Regions from separate parts of the Hordeum vulgare genome. Here region 2 is linked to region 1. A link is a contact called in public Hi-C data. All regions are on one chromosome and are shown on one strand. The core of a region is the stretch at or near the end of the contact, and the rest is flanking DNA. Distances in the headings are between cores, read along the strand shown. Region 1 holds the start of LOC123425058 (probable mediator of RNA polymerase II transcription subunit 26b). Region 2 holds the start of LOC123425063.

The links. Hi-C and Micro-C count contacts between places; a contact is called where the count stands out from the background.
Region 2: a contact with region 1 is called in a Hi-C map of leaf, with 5 times the contacts expected there. The contact joins the promoter of LOC123425063 here to the promoter of LOC123425058 in region 1. A contact is called at or near these places in 2 of 6 Hi-C or Micro-C datasets (leaf and seedling).

Annotation. Positions count from the first base shown.
Region 1 is chr2H:67,870,484-67,877,839 of MorexV3_pseudomolecules_assembly, reverse strand. LOC123425058 (probable mediator of RNA polymerase II transcription subunit 26b) reads right to left here and starts at 4,611. Exons shown (of 9, transcript XM_045108722.1): 1 at 4,165-4,611; 2 at 3,992-4,060; 3 at 3,810-3,892; 4 at 3,628-3,689; 5 at 3,374-3,495; 6 at 3,240-3,285; 7 at 2,851-3,143; 8 at 2,630-2,771; 9 at 1,937-2,392. The coding sequence starts at 4,596. The coding sequence ends at 2,253.
Region 2 is chr2H:68,845,184-68,852,539 of MorexV3_pseudomolecules_assembly, reverse strand. It overlaps LOC123425063, which reads right to left and starts at 3,173. Exons shown (of 6, transcript XM_045108731.1): 1 at 2,990-3,173; 2 at 1,901-1,954; 3 at 1,793-1,826; 4 at 121-161. The coding sequence starts at 3,055.

The DNA.
Region 1 (7,356 bases), core at 3,362-5,861:
AAAAAGTAAAGTATAATACTCGCTCTTTTCGAAAATAGTGGTCATGAAAATAAATGTATCTAGATGTATTTTAGTTATATATATACATTTACTTTTATCATTTTTGTGCTAAATAATTTCGAACGGAAGGAGTACTATTTTAGTGTTGAACTGGTGGGTTTCTTTTCTGGGCCGGAGAGAGCGTGCATAAATTTTAGTTCGAGATATGACTTTCTTAGTTAGTTCCAATCTGTGACCACATGATTGAAATTATTGATTGAGTACACCCGCAAAAAAGAAAGATTATGGTTGAGTAGGCCGCGTGCAATTCGAAACCGATTACCATCTTTAGAAGATGAAAAGTCAAATTTCAAGCCTATGAAATGTTTATATTTTCCTTCCCCGGAATCCAAAAGCTAGAACAATGCTACCGCCATATCAGTATTGATAGAGACATTTCCCGGATGGACCGCAGTTTTGCCGAGAACTATTGTACGATATAGACCTTGCTCCTTGCTTAATAGGAAAATATACTTTCTACTTGTGGATTATGTTGAAAATTGTGGAGGTTGCTTCAAGCTTGACAACACCGGTGCTATTTTATTGTACAACCTGATCGATGGGTTTCTCGCCAACTTGCAATACACGGAACATAAATTCGGCGACTCGCAAATCTTTTCTTTGATTGCGTAGCGTTCGTGTTAGTATTCAAAGAGGGAAACCCGTCTTTAGGCGGCGCAAGTGCCTTCTTAATAAGATTATTAACTTTTCCTCCCGACAGTCCAAAACTAGAATAATATCAATACCGCCAGTAGCTTCAGTAGACGTTTTCGAAAGTGCACGGCGTACGCGACGGAACAGAAGCGCCTCCATGTCCACCGTCAAGAACAGAACGCCGTCACGCACCGGAGATTTGACTGGCGGTTTTTGTACATCATGGACGGCTGCAAAGTTTCACCTTTTTACCAACTGAATAGATTAAAAAAAAGGAGAAGAAGGAATCTCAGGTCATGAGTTGGTTAGCCAGTCGGGGCCACAGGGTCTTGTCCCGCAGAGGATCCCGCGAGCCGCGCCGCAAGTGCGTAGTACTACGTACTAGTACTCCCGCCTGGGGAGGGGCCAATGCTTTCCTTTCCCTCCATATTTAAACGGCCGGGTGGCGGGGCACCCGACGCCCGGGTGGCGGTCACGCTGGGAAGTAGGGGCCATGCAGCCGCCGATCCACCAGGACCCACGCGTCAGCGGCACCGGCGTCGCCGCTCGCGTGTCATTCTCATCCGTGCAGGTGGCGCCAGGGCTCCGGGCTCAAGGCCAGAGTAGTGCACGAACCATTCATGGGCAGTGAATGATCATCCGTCCGTTTGTTCAAGAAAAGAGGAAGAAGAAGAAGAAACCAAGTGTAAAATTCAAAGCGGCCGCCCGTGGTTTAGGGCGTTCACACAAAGCTAGCCTGCCCCCCTTTGGCCTGGGCATCCATCCCAATTAAAAACTGACCGATTCCATTCAACACTTGTACAGGTGACTCATCTCATTTCGGACCAGGCATGGAATGATCCCTTTGCCCGTTTGAAAAAGGGACACGCACTGTCCTGGTCAAGAAAGGCCGGTGGGTGGGTGTCCTACCAAATGAGGGCAAACCTTGAAATAAACTATTGATCATTCCAAACAAACAAAAATGGAGTGAATCTGTCCTAATGGAAGCACTTTTTGGAAGTAAAAAAATTTGAGTTGATGAAACCACTGCTAGCCATGCACATTTCACATTTGAGCAAAGAAAATCTGCAGGGCTGCCAGCTCTAGTCCAAGTATTTGCAGTGTGGGGAGGACAAGATACTCCGGCTTCATCAAAAAGGCATGCATACCCCCAAAAGGCGTCTCAGGCTGAAAGGCAATGCAGGGCCGCTGCAACCACGACAAGGCAAGCAGAGGACACGATCATGCCATCCGGCAACTCTGGTGAACCGTTTGCGTTCCATCCGAGGAAGCAAAAAAACACCATCGATTAGTATCACAAACTAGTCTCATCTTTACAGGTTTTGACGGACACTATAATGCTGACCCAGCCATCATCATCATCATCATCATCAAGAGCAAAAACAAAAAAAAGAGTCAAACACAGGAGAGCGCCAACGCGGCTCCGGGACACAGTTTCACGAGGAAGCCTTATTGCTGATGTTATGTACCGGGCTGGGCTCTTACGCCGCCCGCCGACCGACCAAGGGCGGAAATGAAACAAAGGTATGTTCTAACGGTAGATGGAGGGAATCGGCGCCTCATTTCGACCAATTCCGGTTGTTGTTGGTGTTGCTGCTGTTGTTGTTGTTCCTCGCCTTGGCACTCGGCTGCCACCCTCGGTTCCCCTGCTTCCGTATATCTTGCGGATCCACCATCTGTACAGTCCTCTGCTTCTTTGCTGCAATGACGGTAAAATTGACATCATTACTCAAATCACATATAAAGCTGAAGCAGTGAAGTTCACTGGTTATGTTCTCTTTGGCAAAAAATAGTATTCCTACTTGACTGTTTGGTTACAATCTAAGCTAAGAGGCAATCAGACCAGTTCAAGCCATAATTTACAGCCAGGAATTATGTGACGTAGCCACGGATAATAATAACAAACAAACCCAAAGTTTCATGGTCAAACACATACCGTTGTCGAATTCTTGGTACCCTTCCTGAAGCTTTCGCTTTGTCATCTCTAGCTTCGAGTTAGTTGCCATTTCTAGCTTTGCATTCTTTGCAAGATCTAGCTTGGCTCGAAGCGAGTTCGCATCAGGATTGCTTGCAGGTTTCTACAGGGCAGACGGATAATTTAGGATTAGTATAAATGAGACAAGCACAAAGATTATGTTCAAAGTGCAATATGCTCACATCAGATGGCACCGGTTGCGGTCTGCCTTGAGCGGGCGAAGCACCCTGCTGCTGCTTAGGCCTCACTTGAGGTCTCCCAGGACCCGACTCTGCACTTGAGGGCTTCGCCAGCATGGCTGCAATGAATTGCTCCCTCGTTTGCCCATTGGCCAGTTCTTGCGGCCGTGATTGCCTTGCTGCAGATTGTTCTTGCCTCCAGCTCTGGTCAGGGTCATACTGTTGGGCCACTGCCTGCGGCGGCCTTCTAATTGGTTCTTGGCTCCCCGGATACCGCTGTACGCTGTTCCTTGTATCTGTAGATAATTCACAAAACAATCAACATGTCAAACACTAGTCCCTGGCAAAGAACAAACACAAAAGCGATCAAAGAGGGTTAAGATGTCACTCACTTCCAGCATCATCCATTCCATCAAACATCCTAGAGCCTTGGTTGTCCTGAGAAATTCCAGATGGAATTGTTTTAGATCATACTATAAACCCCATAAGAGAGCAGAGCGGTTAATTTCTAGGCAAACTGAATTACCTCTGAGAGCCGGATGGAAGTACTCGGCGTGGCGAAGAGTGCCCCCTCGTCCACGGAAGGAGATGACATTCCTCGGTCTTCCTGCTCCAGACTGGACGGATGCATGGACTGAGGGGTGTGATCTGCGAATTGTTCACAGAAGAGAACAATTAATGAGCCAATGAAGTATAGCCCATAACTAGCTTATAAAAGACAAGCATTACTTCAGTAAAAAACTAGAAATATGATGATGAACTCTTTTGATTGCTACTTACCAACAATGGCGTCTCCACTACCTCCATTGCTCATCCACTCGTCAACTATACTCTTCCAACCCCTGCGATTCACACGAAACATGCCAAGGAATGTTACTACAATAAAAATGGGGCAAAAATAGCTAAGAGGAACACAGAAGCAGGAAATGGTTTTGGACGAAGAAAAACATGGAGATACATACCCGATGAGCAACCGGACAAGGTGCCGAATCTGCTTGGAGTTGTGCTTCCGGAGGCTGGTCACAGTCTTTCCAATCGCAGTGACCTATCAGGACGAATCCGCGTGAGCACCAGCCAATACAAAGAAAGGAATAACCATGGGCAAATCGATCAACGGAGCTCCTGTGGATGTCGCCTCCCTCACCTTCAAGGTGTGCACCGTGAACTCCAGCTGCTGCAGCCGCCGGAGCAGATCGAGCAACGCCGTCTCCGACTGAAACAGCATGGCAGAACAGATTCAGCACGGGTGGTTACCAGCCAACAACCAGCGGCACGGACGGCGGCAGGCGGCGTGGAGAACAAGGGGATGAGCGTGACCTTTTCCTGGTAGTTGACGAGGACGGCCTTGATTTTCTCGGCCTCGGCGGTGACGGAGTCGTCGTCGTGGCGGGGCGCGCCGTCGTCGGTAATGGCCTCGGCGCGGTCGGAGCTGCAGAGGCTGGGGACGCTGGCGGCGCCCTCGGGGAGGAGCTGCTGCTGCTGCTGCTGCTGCTGCTGCGCCTGCGCCTGCGGCTCGGCGGCGGGCGCCCCCGCCGCGGGACGCGCCGCGGCCGCCGCCGCGGTGGGCGCGCCGGAGGTCACGAGGAGGAGCGCCGTGTAGAGGCGCTCGGCTATGGCGTCGCGCCTGGCGCGGAGGGCAGCGGGCTGGTCGGACGCGGCGACGTCGATGGCCGCCTCGATGGCGTCGAAGATGTTCTCGCCGGCTCCCTGGAAGAAGCTGACCCAGTGGTCCCTGGGCGGCGGCGCCATCGCCGCCCGCCGATCGATCGGGCCCCGACCCACCAGCCCCCAATCAAAACCCACTCCTTCCTTCCCTCCCTCCCTCCCTCCCTCCCCGTGCGGCGACGGACGGACGGACGGAGATTGGTTAATTCAAGTTTTAGTTCCGATTCAGTTCTTCCGTTACAGGGCAGGATGGATGGATGGATAGACGAACGCAAAAAAGGTAAAACCAAAAACAAAAAAGGGTCTACTGCGGATTGCCACGCCCAGACGCAAGAACTCGCCAGGGTGTTGGCATTACCATCCACCAATCTCACGCACGGCCGGCGCACGCACGCGAGGACGGGGACGGGACCGGTGAGGACGGAGAAAGAGAAGGAAAAAAAATGGTTTTTGCCCCGGGTTTGCTTTCCTTTCCTTCCCTTCCTCCTCGGTGCGTGGCTACTTCCGATCTTTGTCCTGTCTACTACTGCCTGTGGCTATCTGCGGATTCCTTCCCCGTCGCTCCCACGAGCGAGGGCCTGCGGCGCGGGTGGGAGGGGGAAAGGGAGGAGGGAGGGGGGCGGAGCGGGCGGAGGGAGTGCGCGGCGCTTGTGGTGGTGATGGCTGCTCAGCGATTTCCTCCAGGTCCAGGGGATGGAGGATGCGATGCGATTGCGAACGCGGCGCCGCAATCCAGTCCCGCCCCCCCGGCGCGTGGCCGTACCGCGAGGTGGGAGGGGGGAGAGGGGGCCCGTGTGCGTGAGCGTAGCGTTGTGTTTCGGCAAGGCTCAGCCCTAGCTGGTGGGCGCGGCACTACCACAGGCTTCTCGAAACAGCTAGGGCCACGCAACACAGGTGGAAATGGGAAATGCATTCAACCGTGGCTTGTATGAGTATTTGTTGTGCTTCCCTTCTCTCTCTTTCTTTGTGTATCCCGTTTCAATTTATTTCCAATTTTTCTAGTATGTTGTAATTCAAGCATATATGTGTTTGCTTAAATGAAATGTGTTTGGATCGTTTGATGCACGGGACTGCCATTTGTTGGGGTCTCATGTTGATGAAATGGCTAGCTCGCTACTTGTCACCCTCGCGTGATTTGAGAAGTCTATGCCTTTTGGGTTGAGAGGATATGATTGGTTTGTTGCTTAAAAGATGTATGTTGCTCTCTCACACACTCGACAACCTTCCTTCTCATTTTGTGGGTATTTTTAACGTGTCAAAATTGATAGTAGAACAACTTGATAACAGATAATGTTGCTTCTTCTAGTCGATTGACAATACCTGCTCTCGGGCCAAACGCCTTGCAGCATGAGATGAAGTTTGCACGTCTAGGCTTACAACACAAAAACTCCGCCTTCCCCTAGAAGATGCCTACAAATTCCTCCACTCTCTGATTCCTTCCTCGAAGCAATGGATACATCATCATCACTTTACCAGGTTAGTTGTGGGCACCATGCCTCCCACCTAGCTAGATCCATGCAAATAAGCATTCATGACCCACACCAAAATCACAGAGTGCTAGATAAAAGATGGATGCTCAACTTACTTTTGGCTACACGGATAAGCTTCTGCCCTAGTCGTTTGCCACTTCTTTCACTGTCATTTATTCACACCGCCTTAACCAAAATGATTTTGTAGCTACTATTTTCCATGAGGTGGCCGATCGATCCTTGTGTAGCCGCCTGCCCATGGCTGCAGCCAACAAAATTTACTCTTTGTGTGTGCTCTTGTTGCAGATTGTCTTCATGAAGGGGGTGATGCCAGACTAATCATAGGTCAGGGACATTTCACCACCGAAGGTACCTACGTGGCACCGTCATCGCAACTGATATTACCCCAAGCTTGAACACAAATGATCATCACGTGTGTCAGCGCACATTAAGATCTTTGGATAGTTGATGCACATGGATCACCTCAACATGCACAAGAAGATATTCTCGAATACGAATCTTGCCCAATGTGTAACATGTTGAATGCAGCTTTGCAAGTTGATCTGGCAAAAGATGGCCACCGTGGCTACTTTTCAGCCAATCAGCGGGCTTTGTATGGGCTCTGCGACCCCTCAGCTACCCCATGCACTAAAACCCTTCCTCTTACACACGACGCTTTGGAATTTTGCGGGTGCTAGAAACACGAGGAGTCTTCCGTCAGCATGATTTAGCCCGGAATGGTGTACTAGCGAATGTTCTCTTTGATTTTACCTTGTAGACAAATTGGCTAAAACGGTTGAGCTCAAAGATCACGCAAAATTGTGAGTGTGTGGTGTGTTTTTATTTCCTCACATTAGCGTGATTTTGCAATGAAATTAAGATTGTTTAGTTAAATGAATATGTTCATGTTGTTTAATGGACAAAACTACCACTTGATGGTGTGTCATGTCAATGAATTGGCTAACTCGCTAGTTGTCATCCACCGTGTGATTTGATAAATCTATGGCTTGGGTTGAAAAGATATGCTTGTCCGGTTGCTTAAGACATGTGTTGTACATGTTTTAGTGGGTATATTCATGTTACCGATTTCTCCTCTCCAATGATAACTTCATCTTTGTTTAACAACATGTTTCGTGTCCTTTCCACAAACATACATCGGTCTTCGTCTATAACTACGCAAGATGCCCGACTACGTATACAAATCATTGATGGACAACTTTGAAATATATCTATAGGGATGGAAAATTTTCCTTCTCACGGGGTTGGGGTGGGGGGAGGAGGGTGTTGGGTAATGTTGCATGGGAAACAAAAAATTCCTACGCACACATAAGACCTATCTATGGTGATGCCATCTATGAGAGGAGAGATCGGATCC
Region 2 (7,356 bases), core at 1,924-4,423, 980 kb before region 1:
TGTATTCAAACAATCTGTTAATAAATATAAAGGGCACAAGATACCACGTAATGCTTTTTAAATATTTCAACTTTATGCTGAGTTGCTAGCTTCCTGATATAAAAGCAAAAGAAAGGTTACCTTTTTCTCAGCAGCCATCTTCAATTTCCGCAGGAATAGATCTGTCGAACATGCCACAGAATTCATAATTAATATACTGGTGTGTTACGTCATGTTAGCAGAGATAGTTGAGTCTATTTTCTGCCATTTCTTGTTAGTTGGCAAGCACACCCTCTGTTATTCGTTGTTTGGTTTGAGCCCAGGGTTGCCTCACCAAACATTACCCTGGCTAGCCAAAATTTTGGTCAAGCACACTCTCTGCTATCCTTGCCCTGGCTTCCCTAAATCTCGGTTAACCTCTATGACCACGTGTGGAAGTGTCATAAGCTTGAAAATTAGGGGAAAATCAACTAATTTAGTACGGTATATAAAGGACTGTGTATCCATAACATAGTTTGGCTGGTAGTTTAGGAAAATACAGATCTTTGCATGCCGCTTTAAGTAAAAATAGTTTTTTAGAAGTAATTAAACATAGTTTCGATTTTATTGGAAATGAAGTTGAATTCTTAAAGTTTGAAAACCTGAATGGACATTACATTGCTCGCGAACAAGGGTTTTTGAGTCGACGAGTCGCTCGGGGGGGGGGGGGGGGGGGACTCATGGTCGACTCGGAGCAGACCAGCAGCAGCAGCAATCAGGAGAGGAGCAGACCAGCATCAGCAGCAACCAGGGGAGGAGGGGACAAGCATCAGCAGCAACCAGGGGAGGGGACGAGCAGCAGCAGTAGCAAACCAGGGGAGGTGGGGACGAGCAGCACCAGCAACCAGGGGAGGGGACGAGCAGCACCAGCACCAAGCAGGGGAGGAGGGGACGAGCAGCACCAGCACCAAGCAGGGGAGGAGGGGACGAGCAGCACCAGCAGCAATCAGGGGAGGAGGGGACGAGCAGCAAACCAGGGGTGGTGGCGGCTGCCAAGGAAATACAGTAAAAAATATATGACAGGTGGGGCTCAAAAAAATGAGTCGTTCGACCCAGAAACCATGACTAGTCGTGACTAGTCGCTCGAGTCGTTCAACTCATCCGAAGAGTTGAGTCGAGAGGTTGAGTCGACCTTGGAAGTGCGACTCATCGACTAGTCGAGCGACTCGAAAACAGACTCGAGAACACAACTCATTAACAACTCAGATGAGTTGACCATTAAGTGGAAAAGTTGATAGGATTGAGAGGTTCCTGCAGGCAGCAGTCATCCCACCCAGTTCGAATCCCGCATGAAACTACCCAACGGCAGGTGCAATATGGGGTGAAAATGTTGTCAAAACTTGCAAACAGCCACATGTGAGAAGTTTTGTCCTAAAATATTTAAAAATAGAAGAAAATAAGAGAAATTGATATAGATGAAGAGTTATTAATCCTAGAAGGAACAAAATTCCACGGTAGACTAATGAGAGGAAGAATTGAGACTAAAGACAAAAGCCAACAGCAACAGGGCGCAGGCTTAAGACCTAGGACCAATTAGAGATTAGGGATGTGTAGTCACGAATAACTTCCCAAGGGTTCGGGGATGCATGCTAGAGATCTAAGGCTAATTAGGGACAGGGATATGGGGTCATGAATAACTGTCCACGGAATTCACATGAGCAAAGTGCAAGGCTGCTATAATGATAATGGCAGATGATGTGGTTCCGGAATAGTTATGAGATGTAACTCTGGTAAAAATAATATCAGAGAAACATAAAATTGCTGATCCATATACCTTCTGCAGCCTTCTTTTTGGTTCCTTTTATCTCCTGCAAGCAATAGCCCCGTCAGAATTGTTTTCAAGTATAATCGAGCAGCACACAGCTGGTCACATCAAACATACCTGAGCTTGCTCTTGCTGTGTGGTGCCTTTGCTTGATGATTCCAATTCATCCTTCTACATTGGGGAAGAAAAATTCGCATCAGTTTGCAATCACAAGGTCTTCTAACAGGAAATCAAGTACTTACCATGTTTCCTATGGTTACTTTTACAATGACCATGAATGTTTAGGATTACATGCCAAGTTACAAACTACTGCAATTGCTGTCACCATGTAGGCACGTCTATATTTGTATATGCTTTCTATTTATATACATGAGCAGACCCCCATTTAATCGGCTTTTAGCCACAACACTATAACTCGACTAACATCAAATATTCATGGCAAACATGCTATTAAAATGAGATGCGACACTTTGACAATACTGTACTGCAATTCTTAACTAATATTAGCCAGATGCTAATATTACGATGTTTACTTAAATGACACAGGAGACATGATCACATGTATCACATGCTTTGAGGGACTAGAACTGGGAGTAACTGGTCGAACCTGGGAAATTCAGAAGCATCAGAAGTACAGATAAATAGGCTGGAGAAGAGTTGCCATTTTTGTTAAGCTAGGACACAGATACATATACGTTTTTATCGCATTCACAAATGCTCTCATTGTTACCAAGGACTTGATATTCTAAAATAATTAAAGTTCTTTAACGGGAGATGGATGGATTTTTCCTTCTTTTATTTGCTTTATTATTTCAGAAATATCAGTCTGATAATTACTCGTGGATCTGATGTTCGCCTTGTTGATGTAAGATTTTACATCGTATAAGCTCCAGGGTTGCTACAAGACTACCACTTCCAAGATCAGCTCAGTGATACCAAAAGTTTCCCGTCATCTAACAGATCGCCAGAACCAAACCCTATGATTATCCAAATCCAGAGCCATATTCCAAACGCACAAACCTAAGATTAGCCCAATCAACAGCCACCCGCACCAAATCGCCCAGCCCAGCAAAGCCGCGATTCCTCTAACCTCCGATTCACAACCCGCAAGGGCAAGGTCCGCCACTACAGCGCCGCAAACGCACTAATTTGCTCAGGAAACAGGAGAGGATTCGGAGAGGGCAGGAGGTGGAGTAGATGGATTACGCAGTAGTCGCGGGACCGAACGACGGGGTAGAGATCGAGCATGCGCCGAAACTCCTGCTCGTCCATGGTGGCGAGCACGCTGCCGCTGCCGCTGCCGCCGCCTCTCGCCGGCGTTGGGCCCCGCCCTCGTGCAGCCGCTCCGACGCCGGTGCGTTTTGGTCTCGGGGTCAGAGAAGACGGCGAGTCCACAGGAGACGACTACGCGGCGCTTGCGATCTTAATTTAAGGCCCAAATAAATTTTAGGCTTTTGCCTTTCAGCCGCGCACTGGGCTTTATGCAGATTTGGGCCTATCACGGCCCAAAGCAGATAACCGAGAAAAAAAGGAAAGAAAAAAGAAGGTAAAAAGGAGAATGTGTGCTAGTAATTGCCAACGTGTCAGCGTACAAGAGAGAAATGGCAACTTGTGCGAGGCCACAAGTCACAGCCGCCGCAGTGATTCTCCGGTGAGATGGCGGCGTCCACAGTTCCGAAGACGCGGCGTACGTCCTCGTCGACAAGCCGTGGGCCCAAACAAAATTATTGATGATCATGAAGTGCACCTGCGAGCCCAAACACCACTCTCGAGAAGAGATGCATTTTGTTGGTGAGTATCTCGTCTTGCGCATTTTTTTGCTGCTCTACGGAAAGATGAAAGTGTTGCGATGGCAACAGTAGATATTTCTTTCACACACACATAAATTGAAGATGTCACCGCCATGGAAACTTAGGATGTTCAGTTTTTTATTTAAGTTGTGTTTGCCATGGCATTTTATACATCTGTTGCATGGCAGAACACATCTACTGGTATGAATGTGTAGCCATTTTTGTGTTCATCTTCCCTGCCATTTATGTAGCCACAAGGTAAATTTAGGGAGGAAAAGTTAGATAAAGTTATTTCAAACGTAATGAGAAATTACCACGTGACACATGTGGTAAGAAATTTAAACAAGTCAAAAAAAACAATGACAAATTTATAAGATTTATAACATTCACATGGGAAATATTTTTACAGAGTATGGAAAGTTTTGTGATAACAAATTGGTTGTTACCATCACATGGCAGTTTTGTAGAGGAAGTTTGTTCACTGGAACTTCTTAAAATTTTCAACAATTGTACTACTGTTATATAACTCTCCATACCAATTCATACCATTATTTATGTCTTGATAGTTTTAGTGTAGGTAGCATGGCATTTATATTACTTCTTTAGACGATGATTTTTTTACTATTTGAATTAATTAGACAACGGTAGTTTTATTGTACTCCATTCATTCCATAATGTAGTTTGCCTGTGCTTCCTTAAATTTAGGTTTGACCATAAATTTAACCAACGAGACCGATTACGGCGGGAGTAAAAATTATATCATTGAAATGTATCAAAAATAAGAATTCAGTGGTATAATTATTGCTTCCACTGCAATCGGTCTCGTTGATTAAATTTGTGTTCAAACTTATATGTCGGAAAGCGCAAGCGCGTGAAATAGAGGGAGTAGATAGGATTACATTTTTGGTATCCACATCTATGGAATTTTTATTATTTTGCAAATAATGGTGATTTTTTTTTAAACCATGGCATTTTATTTACTAAGAGCAAGGAAATTTTATTAATTAGAGCATGGTAGTTTTACTATTTACATAAGAAAATAAATTTTGTATAGCATGTCATTTTTATTGTTAAGAGCATTTTTATTTTTATTTTTGTACGACGTGGCATTTTTCATTGGTGAAGAGCACGTCATTTTTATTTTTAATAGCATGAAATTTGTATTTTTTTAAGTGCATGGATTTTGTTTTTGTTTTTAATAGCATGTAATTTTTATTTGTTAAGATTATGTCATTTTTATTTGTTAAGAGTATGCCATTTTTTGGGTGCAACATGACATTTTTATCATACAAAGTACGTCATTGTGTTTAAAGAGCATGCCATTTTTATTTTTAAAGAGTATGCCATTTTTATCATAAAGAGCATGGCATTTTTGTTTTTTGAATAGCATGGGATCATTTAGTGTACCATGGCACATTTATGTACCATTTTTTTTAAATCTGCCATGTATGATATTTTTACTGGCATGTTTCTCTTTAGTGTTTTACTCGTGCGTTACATTTAGAACTCTAGAGATGCCAAATTTGGAACTTGTCTGCATTTTCATTTTGCATATCATGGTATTTTTTGTACTGTTTTTAACTTAAAAAAGGTTGAAAGTTAGATTTGAAGTTAACAGTGCCAAAGTAAAAAATAGGTTTTTATTTATCCCAAAGAGGCTTTCGTGGAGGTGGGTGGGGGACGGGTTCACTAGGGGCGACAACCCTCCTAGCGAAACTTTATTTTCGGTGGCTCATCCGTCCCCAGGAAACAAATCATAAAAAGCATGTCTTTTAATTTTGCGAATTTCATGTCATTTTCTGTTTAACGAACATGTCACTTCTATTTTTAAAGAGTGTGCCATTTTATCATAAGGAGCATGGCATTTTTTATCTTTAAAGAACACGGGATTTTTCAGTGTACCATGGCAAATTTATGTAGCACTTTTTTTAAATCCATGTATGATATTTTTAATGGCATTTTTTCTTTAGTGTTTTAGTCGTGTTTTATATTTAAAATCCTAGAGATGTCAAATTTGAAACTTGTCAGCATTTTTATTTTGCGTATCATGCCGTTTTGTGTTGTTTTTAACTTCAGAGAATAGAAATAAGCTAAAAGAAAGTAGATTTAAAGTTTGCAGTGTCAAAGTATAAAAAATTGTCTTCGAAATTTTATGGGTGGGGCCACATGTCATCTTGAGGAGAAATAATTATGTCTCATTAACTCCTACACTATTGGATTTTACGAGGAGATTTTTTTCTTTGGTTAACCAAATAGAAAAGGATTTAGATAAAACTTTGTTAATTTCATCAAGGTGAGAATTAGCAAATACAAAAATTTATTAGGTGCAAAATTAAACAAAAATCTAAAGGTCCATTGGTTAGAACTCTGGACGAAGAGCCTGCAAGGATAGTGACCTACTCCTGTGCAACTCGTCAAATCTTTGAACCGACAAAAAAATTGTACATTCTATCACTGAGTGCTAAAAAGTACTTTCCTATTTTCATCCTAATGCAATATTAGCTTGCTGGACATGAATGAGGAGGAACCAGAACAAAGATAAATATTGATGTTGTCTAATAAATAGAAAACACCTAGATTAAAAATTATCCCATCTTTATATTTTTGCACAACGGACAGTGCTAATTTCCGGTCAACTCGTAGTTAGTGACAAATCTACACGATTTGTTTCTAAGTGATCGTTATCATCCCATTCTCTTTTGTACTGATTTTTTTTCCTTTTAAAAAAACCCGTAGTGAATCGCTAGTGCTTTTTTCTGGTTTTTTGCTGTATAATATGAAAAGAAAATAAAAGTGCTTGAAAGAGGATTCGAACCAGGTCTATGCAATAGTTATTGAGCCTAATAACCAACTAAGTCATCTTTTGTTGTCTATTATAGATAAGCAATGCTATTTGAACCTTTCTTATATCTGTCATATCAGAAAAATAATGAAAAAATGGCTTGATAACTTTGGCATAATCAACGTGATCAATATAGTATGAGTAACATGATAATTATACCACGATATGGCTGATAACTACAGTACAAGAAGGTTAAAGCATGGGGCAATATGGTAATTTAACACAGAAATTACAGGTGAAACATTTCAAAAACTTTTTCCCTTTGGATGAAAGATACATTGATGTTTAAACATAAGATATTAGGTCCGTGACGAATAAAATTGTCATAAATTTACATGAAAGTTATTGGAGGAGTTATGTTTCAATGTTTTTTCCTCGAAGTCAAAGTTAACATGGTGGTTGAACGCAAGTTATGAGGTCCTCGGTGCATAAATGATCATGTTATTTATACAGAAGTTACCGGAGCATGTTTCAGTAACGTTTTTTCCATGGGTAAAAAGTTATCAATGTGTTGTATGTAAGTTATAGGATGTGTGGTGCCTAAATTACCATGCTATTTGCACTAGGTTATTAGGGAATAATTCTAGAACTTTTTGCCCAAGGTGAATAGTTATCAGTGTGTTTATATGTAAGTTATCAGGTTAGTTATACATAAGTTATCATCTTATTTACACAGAAGTTATCGGGGTATATTTCAACTACTTTTTCACCTCGGATGGTAAAAAAATGGTATTTTATTAGAACTTGTGAGGAGCCAAGTAGTGGGTAAGTTAGCTAGTGTGTTAAGATCTCAATATTGAAGTCTTGAGTTCAATTCTTAGCTTTAGCATGATTTTTTAGGATATAAAACTACAAGTATGGAAACTGCTAGCATCAATATTTGTTTTCAGCATCTTTTCTCCTAAAAATTACCAAGTGTGTGATGTATGAGTTATCAAGCT